2 separate regions of the Oryctolagus cuniculus genome follow, and region 2 is linked to region 1. Evidence: chromatin contacts called from public Hi-C data. All regions are on one chromosome and are shown on one strand. Each heading gives the region's core, a stretch centred on a gene start, on an enhancer-like site or on the middle of the called end of the contact. The rest is flanking DNA. Distances are from core to core; before and after follow the strand shown. Region 1 overlaps GLI3 (GLI family zinc finger 3). Region 2 holds the start of GLI3 (GLI family zinc finger 3).

The links. Hi-C and Micro-C count contacts between places; a contact is called where the count stands out from the background.
Region 2: a Hi-C map of embryonic fibroblasts shows a contact between it and region 1, with 2.9 times the contacts expected there. The contact joins the promoter of GLI3 here to the enhancer-like site in region 1. A contact is called at or near these places in 2 of 6 Hi-C or Micro-C datasets (embryonic fibroblasts and psoas muscle).

What each region holds. Positions count from the first base shown.
Region 1 is chr16:32,164,250-32,171,432 of mOryCun1.1, reverse strand. The region is part of intron 2 of GLI3 (GLI family zinc finger 3); the gene reads left to right. Among named protein-coding and RNA genes, the nearest start is that of GLI3, 63 kb to the left of the region's middle. Within about 2 kb of position 3,917, at least 2 of the 8 cell types and tissues checked have an H3K27ac peak or open chromatin away from gene starts, as enhancers often do.
Region 2 is chr16:32,228,526-32,235,708 of mOryCun1.1, reverse strand. It overlaps GLI3 (GLI family zinc finger 3), which reads left to right and starts at 4,683. Exons shown (of 15, transcript XM_002713771.5): 1 at 4,683-4,821.

The DNA.
Region 1 (7,183 bases), core at 2,668-5,167:
ATGCCCCCACCCCTGGTGTATGGTCTTTACGGATCACCCGTGCCTGGAAAACCTGGATGCAGTTCCCAGTTTTGGCTCCAGTCCTGGCCCACCCCTGGAGTTTCAGGCATTTGGGGAGTGAACCAGCAGCTCTCTCTGTCATTTCCTCCAGTGTCAGGAGGCACCTCTGTGAACATCACATCTGTCCTCCACAGTGTAGTTTTGCATCCTTTTCTTCCTTTTCTCTCTTTCTCTGTCCCCTCTGTACTTGAGTGGTATCAGCCAGTTTTATGGCTTGATTTACAGCTCATTGGCTCATCCATCCCAGTTTTTTTCTACCAGAGGTCTCCCTTCCAAGACTCACACTTGTGTATCAGCTGCCCATTAGACATTTCTGCTCTGCTAGCCAAGAGATGCCTTGAATGTGGCACTGGGAGATGGAGGTGCCCTCTAGCCTCTTCCAGACCTTCACATTTGCCGGCCCAGTCAGTGGGGAGGCTACCCTGCCAGTTGTTCAGGCCCTAAATGGTGGAACCCTATTCCCCGACCCAACCATGCGCCCCAAGTGTTGCTTATTAGGAAATTCCATCTACTTTGTCTTTGTAAACCTGCGAATCAACTCTTTCCTGGGTGGCACAAAAGCCTTCATTCTCTCCATCTTGTCTCTTATTTCCCTGCATTCTGTTGTCAACATTGAACTATAGATGGCCTTTCAAAATCTTAGGTTATGCCACTCTGCTGCTCAAAACTCAAACATGGGTCCCTCTTTCACTTAAAAGTCCTTCCAGTGGCCTTCAATGTCCTGCACCCTCCGTCCCTCCTACTCCTTCCCTGTAGCTGCTCTGCCCCTTAGCTGGCTGTTCCTGAAACACACCAGGAAAACTCTTGCCTCAGGGCCTCTCACTGTCTCTCTCTCTCTGGCTGCTCCATTCTCTTCCCTCATATCTGTTCTGCTCACTGCCTCTTCCCCTTTAAGTCTGTGCTCAGTGTTGGTTTCTCAGTGGGACCTGCCATTGCTGCCTCCGCTGATTCCCTGGTCACCTGCCTGCCAGTCCCACCTAACACCACTCAACTTCTTGTTTTTCCATAGCCCTGCCAGCTGACAAATACAGTCTGTTTCCTGCTGCTAAACTCTGATCTCCAACAATGGGGATTCGAGTCTATTTTGTTGGCTGATAGGGCTCAAGTGCCAGGACCAGGGTGTAATTACTGGGCCCTTGTACACGGCGGGAGCTCAGTCTGTATTAGTGCCGTGAAAGAAGAGGCTCTGGTGCAGTCTGGTGGAACTCTTCCTTGTGCCACCGAAGCACTAGCTCACTTGTCTTCCTGATAGGGGCAGTGTGTCCCTGAGAGATCAGACGCCACTTCTTTTAGTTTTACTTAGAGGGTAGGAATGGACACATATGTCAGAGTGGTCAGTACAATGGCTCCGCTGTCTTGGTCACTGTCCAAAGGACTTCCACATGGCTGTGGAGTTAACTGTGGCCTGTGGTTTGCTCTTGTTGATGTGACTGTAAGCAGGGGTCCCGGTGGAAGCTGCAGGGAGGAAGCAGGTCAGTGCTCACTGTTCCCTTGGCCTGTCTCTTTTTCCAGCTCTGTAGCTTTGGATGTTGCTCCGTGTTCAGTTTGAGGATCTGCTGCAGCTTTCACGGATATTCCCTCCCGGCGCTGGGTCATTCTCTTCTCATCATCCTGTTCTCCTCCAGGAGAATGTTTGCTGTCTCAGGGTCCTGTGAGCTCCCAAGGGAGGACTAGCTGCCCCACCACTGGGGAGCCACAGCACCTCCATCAATACCTTGTATCGCAAAGTAGGGTGCTCAGTAAATAAGTGAATGCAACAGGGATGAATGAGTAAGTGAACATCAGCCCTTCTCAGTTTCTTCTTTTACGGTATGCTTTCTTGGATACTGCTTGGAAATTTGGGAGGTATTTGGGAGCAAGGGGAGATTGAGTTGCTGGCTGGGCTGCAGAAGAGGGTCGTTGATATTCTACTCTTGATTGATGTCCAAAGGTAGACAGGACACCTAGCGGAAGATTTGGGAAATGGATCCTTTGAGGGAAACACTCAGCAAATTAAGTTTTGGGCCCTTGATTTTTCATGGTAGCCCAGGGCTGAAGAAGCAGATTGTCCTGAGCACATACACGGTGAGGAAGCAGATGATCCCCGCTGCGTTCAGACTGTGGGGTGAGTCTGGGTACTGGGGCAGACAGCAGGCAGTGCCTCTCCAGGCATTGGTTGGCATGAATTGAAGTCTTGTCTTTCTTCTGATTGAAAGAGGAGTTCTTCTGGGCCAGGTACCTGGAGAAAGAGAGGAGTTGGGAATGACAGCATCAGATGTGAATGTGTGTGTCTGTGAGGGGGCAGGAGAGAAAAGATGCTCTCAGGAGGGCTGGCCCCTGGGCTAGTTTTGGTCCCAGGTAGGGGCAGGGGAGAAGGTTTAGAAACCTGAGCTGCAGCTGTGTTTCTGCAGAGGCTTTTGTGTGACCTGTGAACCTATGCAGGACACATCAGGGCCCAAAGGCCAAGTGCCACACAGCATAGTGATGGGGCATTCCTTGTACCTCTGCTCGGAACTCAGCGGCCTTGGGCATCCTGGCGGATCTTTTGGGATATCTCTGGGTCTGCTGCAGGGTAGGTGGACTAAATAGAGTAGGAGTTACGTTGAGTCAGATTGAAATAGGACTCTGTGACAGGCTTGCATGAACCTTTGTCCCCTGGTTGGTCCCCATCGCTGATTGTGTGGCCATCCTCACGCATCATGGTATCTGTGGCGTGAACTCAGTAGACACATTCAGACTTGGTGCAAATACGAGCACTGTCCAGGGGCCAGACCATCCCGAGGTGTGTGGGCTCTAGGGTCAGGCAGACATGGGCGGGTGCAAGTTCTGACTCCACTGTGCAACCTTTGGGAAGTTCCTACACCCGTTAAGCTTTGGTTTCCTCGTGGATAAGATGAGACTCATAAGCTTGTGGTGAGTGTTTAAGGAGATCAAAGATGTAAAAGTCTAATGTCCAATAGCCATTGTTACTGTTGTTAGTGTTATATATTGTGGTGAGTAAGCTGGAATCCAATTTCTCGCATAGAGGACTGCATGAGTTTTGTGTCTGTGCTTTTTCTTTGACGTATTTTCTCCCTGCAGAGTTTTATGAGGGAGGCTCCTGTTACTCCTGTTGTTCACAGCGAGGAAACCAAGGCCTCACAGGAGAAGGCTGAGGTGCGGGAGTCACGCATGCGGGGGCTCGTCCTGTGCACTGCATTCACACTGGCAACGCCAGTGAATGGCTTCATTGAAAGCATTTGTCACTTTGTTGGTTGCAGAAACTCAGGCTTACCAAGTCTGTGATCAGCTGGCCTCAGGGTCTCTGTGGAAACTTCACGGATTCGAAAAAGTTACACAGGGTGCGACTCTGGCGTGACATCCTGAATTCATGTAAATCAGGCAGGAAAGATACTTGGCCCCCACGCATAGACACACCTCGTGGCAGCCTGGGTCGGAGGTGCTGCTACTGAGAGCTCGCTTCTATAGACGGCTTCTCATGTGTACTCACTTGATGCTCCCTGCCAGCCCTCTGCTATCTCCACACTTTACAGATGAAGAAATGGTGCTGGGGAGTTCAGTGACACGCCCCAGCCGGAGCTGAGTGTAGTCACGGAGCCAGGCCTTGAACCCTGGCAGCCAGCCTGCTCGCCCGTGCCGTCACCCTCTGTGCGGCCCTGGGGGGTGGTTGATGAGCACAGTTCATCAAAAACGAGCTGTGATCCGCCGGATGAAAGAGGAGGTCTGTGCACATGTGAATGTGCTTTTGTGAACCAAAATGTGCTTCGGTTGTTTTCCCTGTGTGTCGGGGCAGAGGCACCGCGGACTCCCAGCGCGTCTGCACAGGGCTGATTGATGAGGGTTTGCTCCACTCCACCAGCTGGTCCACAACACGGAGCTTTTCACGTTCTGAGGGGGAGGAAATGAATAAACAGGCATTTGGGATGAAGCCGACCAAGTCTGTGGGTCTGGCGGAGAGACGAATTCAGTTGAAAGGAGTTTTGACATGCAGTGCAGGCTCTGCCTGACCCAGTTTTGCGGGAGAGTTCCCAGCAAACGAGAATCAGGAGATGAGAATTTGCATGTCAATTTCCCATTGGTTATAGATGCATTTCCTGGTTTAGGTGGACTAAGCGAGATGGCAGAGTCATCCGGGTATAAACAGTTGATGGTCATCCTTTCTCGACTTTAAATGTAATAAAATTGCCATTGATTTTGGACATTTAAAATGTTTATGTTTTATATTTTGAAGGAATCTTCAAATATCCATGGAAGATATTATACATAGATAATGTGAAACTTTGTATATAGTGTATGTATACACAATGTATATAAATATGAACACATTGTATGGATTTCAGAAATTTTTTACACCTAAAAAACTTTTAATCTCATTTTTTTCATAAACTTCTTGAAATTCTCTCATATTTTGACTTTTAATGCCTTGTATAAGTGTGGCAGTCTCATCCTATAGGCACGTGAAGCCATACTGCATTTAATTATTTTTAAGTCAAATACCACTAGGGATCTTCTTTCCATTGCTTTTTTTGTCCTTCAGAAGAAACATAAAGCCAGAATATACTTGTAGATTTAACATGGCTGGCCAAGATTTCTCTAATGCCTCAGCAAGTTACCAGAAACAAAAGCTACGTGGCAGTGGTCAAGTATGTGCCCAGCACAGCATGACTAAAAGTAGCATCAAGTTGTGGGGATGCAAATGGACGTGCTCTGCTTCTGTTCTAAGGGTCCCACAGCCCTTCCAGTTCTTCCTCACCTGCCCCTGCTCACCTGCTCTGGAAGGGGCAGCCCCTTCCCCAGCACCACTTCAGATGACCTTGTTCCCCCCAAATTCTCTGAACGTCTTTCTACTTTGGGGGAAGAAATGATTCAGAAAACACTTTGTGCTCATGAAAAGAGACTGGTTTCAAAAGCTCTGGGTGGTCCCTGGTAGATCCATTTGGGAAGCAAGTATGGGTAGGAAAGGAGGACAGGACAAGACAGAAAAAAATGGTTGGAGAGTATTGTAATATTTACTTGCCTTTAAATCAGAATAAATGGGCATCTTTCCACAAAAGCCAAAGGAGACTGCAAACTCATTGCCCAACTCTATGTAGGACACTCACCCCATTCATGCTGAGACTGAAAAAGAAATATTAATGCCAGTTTAAAAATCGCTTTTCAGAAATCAGGGCCAGACTTGGACCTCAGAAAGAAGTGATGTAAAGCTGCGTGAGATGTGAGGGAAGAGGAAGACAGGAAGGATCTGTGCATATGCAAGTGCATGTGTGTGTGTGTGCTAGGTGATCCGGGTGTGTGCATGTGCACACATGTGTTGTGTGTTAGGTTATCCAAGTGTATGCACACCACGTGTGTGTGTGTGTTAGGTGATCCGGGTGTGCGCATGTGCACGTGTGTATGTTAGGTGATCCAGGTGTGTGCACATCACGTGTGTGGGTGTTAGGTGATCTGGGTGTGAGCATGTGCATGCACGTGTGTGTGTTAGGTGATCCGGGTGTGTGCACGTGCACGTGTGTGTGTTAGGTGATCCAGGTGTGAGCACATGTGTGTGTTAGGTGATCCGGGTGTGTGCACGTGCACGTGTGGGTGTTAGGTGATCCGGGTGTGTGCATGTGCACATGTGTGTGTGTTAGGTGATCCGGGTGTGAGCATGTGCATGCACATGTGGGTGTTAGGTGATCTGGGTGTGTGCACGTGCACGTGGGTGGGTGTTAGGTGATCCAGGTGTGTGCATGTGCACATGTGGGTGTTAGGCTTTCCTGTTTCCATCACTTGTAGACCAGTTCTTGTCCACGTGTCCATCAGTGGTGCTTCGGTGCTCACAAAAGCTCCCTGTCCAAATGAGGCAAGCAGCAAGTATTTCATGAGCATCTACGTGTAGTACAGCCACCTGCAGGAGGAAGCACAGTAAGAAAACCACTGTTGTGATCTGCAAGGAGGAGGGGAGAGTAGCCCTAGGGAAGAGAGCTGACCCCCTCTCCAGCTGTCCGTTGTCCTGACTGCTTGTCTGCAGCTCCATAGCGATGGGATTTTTGCTTCTTCTCTGAACGTCAGTGCCGCAAACTATGGGATGTGGAATAATCTGCAGAGTTTGTAAGGTTGCTGGGAGAGTGATGTGAGACAGTGGGAGGGTGCAGGCTTCTTGGAGAGTCCTCTGTGGCTTCTGAGTACCCTCTTACATAGAAGTCATGAATAGTAAGTGAGGAGTTGTGTTAATTTTACTGGAGGAAGAGATCTCAGTTCCACTACCGAACTTTCTGCCCCTACTCACAAGCAAACATTTTGGAGGCCCAGGTCCGTGGATGGACTAGGAGGGTGGGAAGGTCTCAGCGCTGTCCGTTGCCCTGCTGTAGAAACTACTCAGCCATGGAGCAACTTGAATGGGCAACAGGGAAGGGAGAGGGCACCAAAGAATGTGCAGAACACAGCTCATGGGGCAGGTGTTGGGCCTGGTAGTTATAGCACTGGTTAAGATTGCTGGGTCGCACATCCAAGTGCCTGTGTTTGATTCCTGGCTCTGGTTCCTGAGTGCAGTTTCCTGCTAATGCAGTCTCAGAGTGGCAGCACTGACTGGTCAAGTTGAGTTCCTGCCACCCACATGGGAGACCTGTACTGGGTTCCCAGCTTCCAGTGTGTAGCCCAGCCCAGCCCTGCCTGTTGTGAGCATTTGGGGGAGTAAACCAGCAAATGGGAATTCACTTTCTCCCACTCTCTGTCTTAAACAAACATGAAAATTGAACACACAGATTTACCCACAAGTAGTATGATTTGACACCAGTTCATCCATTGAACCCACGTCTCACCATGTAATTCTACTGGGTTGACAGAATGCCAGCCCGAGCCCTGCATCCCTGGGCACGCTCCATGGCAGCCACCACGATTGTTTCCTTACTCCAGCCGCCTGCAGTGGCACAGCTAGGATGAGCAGAACCCCCTTTTCTGTTCAGATTCATGGTGGCGGTCTAGTGGAAACAGGGGGTGTTTGACTTGGAGCTGCAAGTGTGTGAGAGCCCGCCTTTGGAGCAGTTAATTTCATTTTATTCTTAGAGGCATAGACAGGGCACTGCTATATAATTTTGGGGGTAGAATATAATTATGGGAATAAAAAGACCCCATTGGATGCTTCAGGAAAACAGGTAAAAACAAG
Region 2 (7,183 bases), core at 3,434-5,933, 64 kb before region 1:
TGCCCATGAATTATTCCTCTGGAATTTCCCAGTAATTAGTTGGGGGGCTTCTGTGCAGGGGCATGCGAGAGCTGCCATGGTGAGGGGAACAGCAATGTGACACGGCACACATGACGGGGGAAAAATGCAGAGGCCCCTGTGAAGTTGGATTCAGGCTCAGCCTTTGTCCTCTCAGTGGCACATCCTGCATTCTCTTCCCACTGTGTCTTTCAGAGTTGGTATGAATTGAATTGCATCCTCCCCTCTGCCAAAATGTCGAAGTCCTAACCCCCAGGAACCTCAGAATCCAGTCTGACTTGGAAACAGGGCTGTTGCTGATGTAATTAGTTCAGATGAGGTCATACTAAAGTAGAGTGGGCCTCTAATCCAATATAACTTTTGCCCTTTTAGGAAGACAGAGAGCAAGAGACAAAGGGAGATACCCTATGATGACAGAGGCAGACACTGGAGCGAAGCAGCTGCAAGCCAAGACACCACAGATTGACAGCCCCACCAGAAACCAGCAAGGAACTAGGAAGCATTTTCCCTTACAGGTTTCAGAGGTAGCAGGTGCCTGCCTAACATCAGTTTTGGACATCCATCCTCCAAACATGTACAATACACTGTTGTTGTTGAACCTAACCAGTTTGTGATGATGGTTTGTTATAGTAGCCCCAGGAAACTAACACAAGTACACAAGTATCTTCAAGTCTCCTCCTTCATTGCTGGGGGAAAAAAAACTGCCTTAAATGCTTAATTATTTTGAGAACTTACTATATTAAAAATTCCTAAGACATTTGCATTTGAAAAGAGAACTGATGAGAAAAGGCAGTAAGTGAATCTATAAAGGTGGCATTTCAGACCTCAAGGAAGGGCAACCTCAGAGTCTTGCAGGTCTCTAAATGCTTGATCATCATTCAACAGAGCTACCACCCGGAGCTGGAGGGCGCCTTTGGGTGTTTTAGCGCTGTTTCAAGAGCCACTGCAGAAAGGACAGTGGATGAGGAGAGAAAGGCACAGGTGGCTGTATTCTGAGACCTGACTCCAACTTTCATCACAGTTATTCTCTCTTATATTTTGGGATTTTCCATACAATTTTATTTGGAAAAAAGAGTTCTTTCTCAGATCAAAAATCATTGTGTGACAGCATTACTTAGCTCACATTAAGGCAAAATGCTTTTTTCACAATGATTTTCACAAATATGCCCACTTACTTGTTTACTTTAAAGCAGAAATTTTTTCTTCGTGGTCAAGAACATTAAGGGCATGATTTTTAGCTATTCTGATGGGCAAAAGAGGAAAGATTAGTTGTCTTTTCTTTGTTCTTATCTTTTTTTTTTTTTTTTTGACAGGCAGAGTGGACAGCGAGAGAGAGAGAGAGAGAGACAGAGAGAAAGGTCTTCCTTTTGCCGTTGGTTCACCCTCCAATGGCCACCGTGTCCGATGCACCATGCTGATCCAAAGGCAGGAGCCAGGTGCTTATCCTGGTCTCCGATGGGGTGCAGGGCCTAAGCACTTGGGCCATCCTCCACTGCACTCCTGGGCCATAGCAGAGAGCTGGACTGGAAGAGGGGCAACCGGGACAGAATCCGGCGCCCCGACCGGGACTAGAACCCGGTGTGCTGGCGCCGCAAGGTGGAGGATTAGCCTATTGAGCCCCGGCGCCGGCCCCTTATCTTTTTATAACTGAAAATTTATGTTTCACAGTGTGCCAGAAGACTGAAGGAAGAATCAAAATATCTGGTTTATTCTACTCGTTAATTTATTGGCTGTCCTTTTTTATTTTTTGCCATTGGGTGAACAGAGGCTATCAGGATTTATTATTTGCATTTATGAGATGGAGGTGTAAGCAGTACTTGAATTTAAAAAATCACGGATTCTGCAAGAGTGCATGAAGCAAAGAGTAGCTCGTAGTTGTCTGCAGTTAGAGAATTCTCACACACGTGTGTCCCTTCATGCTGTTCTACACATGTTCTCCCGGCTGACCCAGTCATCTGAGAAGTATGGAGCTTGTGGCGCCTCACACTGTGCCACCAAGGGGCTCAGAGCCCAGGGAGGCTCAGAGAATCCCCAGGCCCGAGGCCAGGTAGTGAGGGGCAGGCGGGGCCCCTTCCTGACTTCTAGATCGCTATGATGAACGAGTAGCGATCTTTCTATCTCTTACGGATTTACTTATGTTTATGTATCTGAAAGGTGTGGTGACACAGAGGGAGGGGGAGAAAGAGAGGGCGCTGTTCTAACTCCTGGTGCATTCCTGAACGCCCACAACAGCCAGGGCAGAGCCAAGCCAGGAACTTGGAACTCCATCCGGGTCTCCTGACCGAGCGGCAGGGACCCACCTTCCTCTGCCTCCCCAGGCACGTTCCCAGGAACCTGGACCTGAAGCTGAGAAGCCAGCACTCAATACGGGACGCAGGGGGCAATGGCCAGCTGCAAGCGGTTTCTCCTCCTAACCAGTGAAGAGGCGGGGTGGGTGTTTGGCCCCCTGATTACCACGCGCCCCCTGGGGCACAGTATCACCTATCTGAATCCCTGCGATTGGAACTGCCTCTCCCCCTTGCTCCTGTGCAGGGTCCCAGTACTTGAGTCCCTGCCACCCACGTGGGAGACCTGAACTGAATTCTGGGCTTCTGGCTTCAGTCTGGCCTAACCCCAGCCTTTGGAGAGTTAACCAGTAGATGAAACATTCTCTCTCTCTCTCTCTCTCTCTCTCTCTCTCTCTCTCTCTTTCTCTCAGGCTCTTTGCCTTTCAAATAAATAAGTAGATACAAATAAAAGGTATGAGGTCGAGAGAAATCTTAAACGAATGCCAGCAAGTTCCGCCAGTCCTACTTCATTTCCACCACCTCTAGCGCAAAAGTTCCTCAGGTCTTTGTGACGAGCAACAAGTCCTAGGAAACCAACAGTGACTCTCACCACCGATTCCGCTAGCTTTTCTCCAGTGAAGCATTCGAATCTCAAAATGCTCCTCCAATCCCAACACTTCAGCACTCCCGCACCTACTCTCCCGCAGCGATGGCACTTGTGGCTGGCGGGGTGGGGGTCTCCGCTTACCCCAGAGAGCAGGAAGGGACGCTGGAATGTCCCAGGGGGGTCTTTGCTTTCTTTCCGCTTCTTCCTCTCTTCCCCCCTGAGAGCGCCTCTGCTTTTTCTCTCTCTTTCTAAGCCACAGGTCCAGGCTGAGTGTACTGAAAGGGAGCAGCTGAATGTGGACCGGCCACTTGAGGAGGAGGGAAAATAACTTGTGCTAGCACGGGCCGCTGACAACACAAGGGCAGGGACACTCCGCAGCTCCGGGAAAAGCTGCACGTTGGAGTCCAGGCTCCAAGCCCAGGGTCTTTGTTTCTGTGTCCTTTACCAAGTGGCCCATGGGGACAGCAGGTTGTGCGGTGGCAGTCCCCACGCCCCGAGGGCGGACGAGCCCAGTGGAGAGGCCAGCCCTGAACTTCCAAAAGCATCCTCCCGCGCGCGCGCTAGAGAGTTTCGGGGTTGGCCAGGAGAAACGGGAGGCTGAGGGAGCGCCGGGGATCTGCGAGGCCTTAAGCGAAGGGGAGTCCTGCCTGGAGCGAGCGAAAGACTGGGGAGCCGACGGCCCCGGGTAAGGCGCAGCGCGGGCGCCCGGGCGCGCGGTCGGGGGGCGTCCCGGCGGTGCGGCGGGCGCGGGCGGCAAGGGCGCCGCTGACATCACGCCCGGGCCCCCTTCCCCTCGCCGGGTGGGTGGGGCCTCGGCGCGCCGAGCGGGCGCGGGGTCAAGGAGGGGGAAGAGGAGGAGCAGGCATGAATGTGTCTGTGTGAAGACGGGCGACGGGCGGAGCGGGCGGAGGGCGGGGAGGGAGCGCGCGCGTGGCTCGGAGCGCCCGGGCTCCCCCCGCAGCCCCCGGCCCGCGAGGCGCCGCCGCCGCCGCCGCCTCCTCCTCCTCCTCCTCGCCGCCGCCGCCGCCGCCGCCGCCGCCCGCATCGCACCAGGGCCCCGCTCCGGGCGCGGGGACCCAGCGGGCGGGGGCAGCGTGGGCCCGCGGCGCGGCCTGCCTGGAGCGAGAAAGCAAAAGTAAGGCAAGCCGCGCTCCAAGTTTTCCCAACTTCGCCCCCTGCGGCGGCCGGCGTCCCCACCGAGCCCGGGAGTGGCGGCGAGACAAGGGACGGGGCGGGGGCGGGGCGGCCGGAGCGCGAGCGCGCGGCAGCGCCGGGAGTCCGGCAACATCTGTGAAAAGTTGGGGGAGGAGGAGCGCGGGGAGGAGGAGGACGAGGAGGCGAGCGGGGCAGGCGGGGGCGCGCGGGAGGGACGCGCAGAGCCGAGGGACAACTTTTCCGCCCCGTGAGTAGCGCGGGGTCGCGGCGGGGGGCGCCTCCGCCCCGCGCGGGGCTGCAGGCCTGGATGGGACCTCGTTGCCGAAAGTCGACTGCAGGCCCGGAGGGGCAGACAGTGGGGGGGTTTCTTTCTTTCCCTCTCCCCTCCCTCCCGCGGGTGAACCAAATCAGAACTGTCACTCAGGGCCCGTGAGTCAGAAGGGATCGGATTACACGATCCCTGAAACCGATGCCGGAGCCGCACGGGCGGGCGGGCGGGCGGGAGCGGGCAGGGCCAGCGCCGCCGGCGGCTCGCACACTCGCCCTCGCGCGCTCGCGCCGCTCCCAGCCGCCCGCGCCGCTCTCCCGCCCGGCCCGCGCGCCCCGCGGCCGTCCGCGCCGCACCATGCCCGCGGCGGGCGCACCCCGCGCCCAGCCCGGCCGCCGGCGGTAGCCCGAGCCGCCCGCGACCGCGCGGAGCCCGGAGCCGCCCGCCCGCGCCTGGGACGCGGGTCTATGGGAAGTTCGGGGACTTGACAGCCGCCGCCGCCGCAGGTACGTCCCGCCAGAAGTTCTTTGTTTCGCGGGCCCCGCAGCCGGCTCCTGCGGCCGCGCCCCCGCCTCTGGGGCCAGAGGGGGTCCCCGCACGGCGCGGGGGGAACGGGAGCGGGTGGAAAATGGCTGTCTGGAGGCGCCGGGAGTTAGGAGAGCCACCCGTGCGGCGTCGGAGTGGGTGTTTGACTCGCGCCCTGCTCCCTAGTGCCCGAGCCCCGGCCATCCGCGGAGGGACGGGACCATCTCGCGCGCCCGGGAGGCGAGAAGTTCGTGACCGCCACCGCTGCGTCCCTTGCCCCCGCCCTGGCCGAGGCTTCGCAGGGACCGCGCGAGCCCCCAGGCTCCTGGGTCCCTCCTCTGCGCTCTGGGCTCCGGCGCCGGGCGCGCACGGCCCTGGGACGGGCGGAAAGAGGCGGGCGGCGCGGTGGGTGCGCGCGGGGACCGCCGCCGCGGGGCTTCTGCAGCCGGGGCTCGGCCGGGGAGGGGGCGGGGGTTTGGTGTGAGCGCGGGGAGAGGCGCGCCTCGTTCGTCATGGAGGAAAAGTGAAAGTTGTACCATCTGTGTGTGATTTGGGACTCTTATTTCTTTTCCTTTCCAGGGGCGGCAGAGAAAAAAATTATATATATGTATATATATATATATATACATATACACACACATATGTAAAAGTAAGCATGGTCCTTGCACTGCTAGTTTTAAGAGGCCGCGTTTGCACGGCGCAGAATGGGGTGTGAATGCCTCTACGGAGACAGTTACGCTCCCGAGGCGGGGCGGGAGGAGGTGCAGAGGGAGACAGGGCCGACCCCAGGCGTGGGGAGCCTGTGCCGCGACTTTGCAGCCGACTGCCAGATGCAGCCTCCGCAGGAAGATGCCAGCCCCGAGAGGCGCGGGGCCCCTGGCTTCCCTCGCTAACCCCGCGTGCAGGCACCGCTGAGCAGGTTTCTCCGTCGCGGTGCCTAGCGCGCCCTGATCCTCCTCTCCCTGGTGTAGACGGGCCTCGGGGACGGTGCTCGTGGCCCTCTGCCAGTTTGTATGTACATATATTTATGTAAAACATTTTCTCCCAGCTCCTTGCCAGCTGTTCCACATTTTCCAGCTGCCACTTCAGTTTGCAATGATGGACTGTCCGCGTCTCCAAGTCAAAGAGCGCTTTAGTGAGGGCTGCGGAGGGCCGGCTGCCGTGCGCATGCAGGGGCTGGGCTGGCAGGAACGGTCCTGGGAACACCCGCGCTCTCCTTCTCCCTTCCTTCCTTTTCCCTCCATGCTGCCTCTCCGGACAGAGCACGGTGCGCTTATTTCGCCGCCAAATGCGAGCAATTGGGCCTTTCCTTCCTAAATTTGATTCTGTACAGAATTTGGATGAGGCCGTTTGATCCCTGAAATATGTCTGGTGTAAATAAATGAACTTTTTAGGAAGGAAATCCAGCTGGAGCGCGTTGGGCATGGCCGGTGGGAGCCTGTGCCGTGGCCATCCGAAAGCACCTCATTTCTGGCTGTTGAGGCAGGAGCTGTTCCTCCACCGCGTGTTACACTTTGTGTGTTGTCTGATGCCTTAGCACATTTACAGGCCGAAATCTTCAAGAATTGGCCTAAAGTATTAATTTTGAGTATTTATGTAATTGCTCCCTAATTTGAATTAGGTGCCTTATTGATTGATTCCTGTAATTATTTCATTTAGGTTTTAAATTAAAAATTAATAGTAGTCTGACAGTTTCTTAATTACATGTGTCAAGATTATTTTGAAGAGGGAAAATGCTGTGTTTTAAAATAGCGGAATAGCCTCAAAAATCTCTTCGTGTCTCTAGAGCAGACCAGTGTTTCAGTGGAGGGGTGGTATTAAGGCAGTGGTGATTGTTTTTAACAACGTAAACTGTGTGAAGTATCTGAGGAATTTGTTTATGTTAGGAAATATGGGTCTAACACTTTGGCTGCTTCCACTGCAGTCCAACCTAAAACAAACATGAAATAACATTTAAATTAGTTCGAATGGCAAATGTATACAGAGCAGAGGGTTTATTTTATACTAAAAGCTATTTAAATTAGAAATTCCCTGCCTAAGGGGAGATTCTTTCAGGGTATAGGATTCTTCAAGTCAGCCTAGAGGAGCTTTGGTTTAAGATGCGTGAGTGAGTCTAATGTGAGAGGTGTCTAGTGAAATTTCACACAGGCAGAAACACTTTAAAAGGTATAGATGGCATTGTTGTTAATAGGCTAGTGGGTTTAACTCACATGCCTACCAATTCCCGGTGCTTTTAACGTGCTTGTATTCTTGTATTGAACCCTGATATAAACACACTTTTAATGTGTGTTTAAGTTGCAGAGGACCAGAGACAGAAATGAGAGCACTCAGTGCTCATGAAAA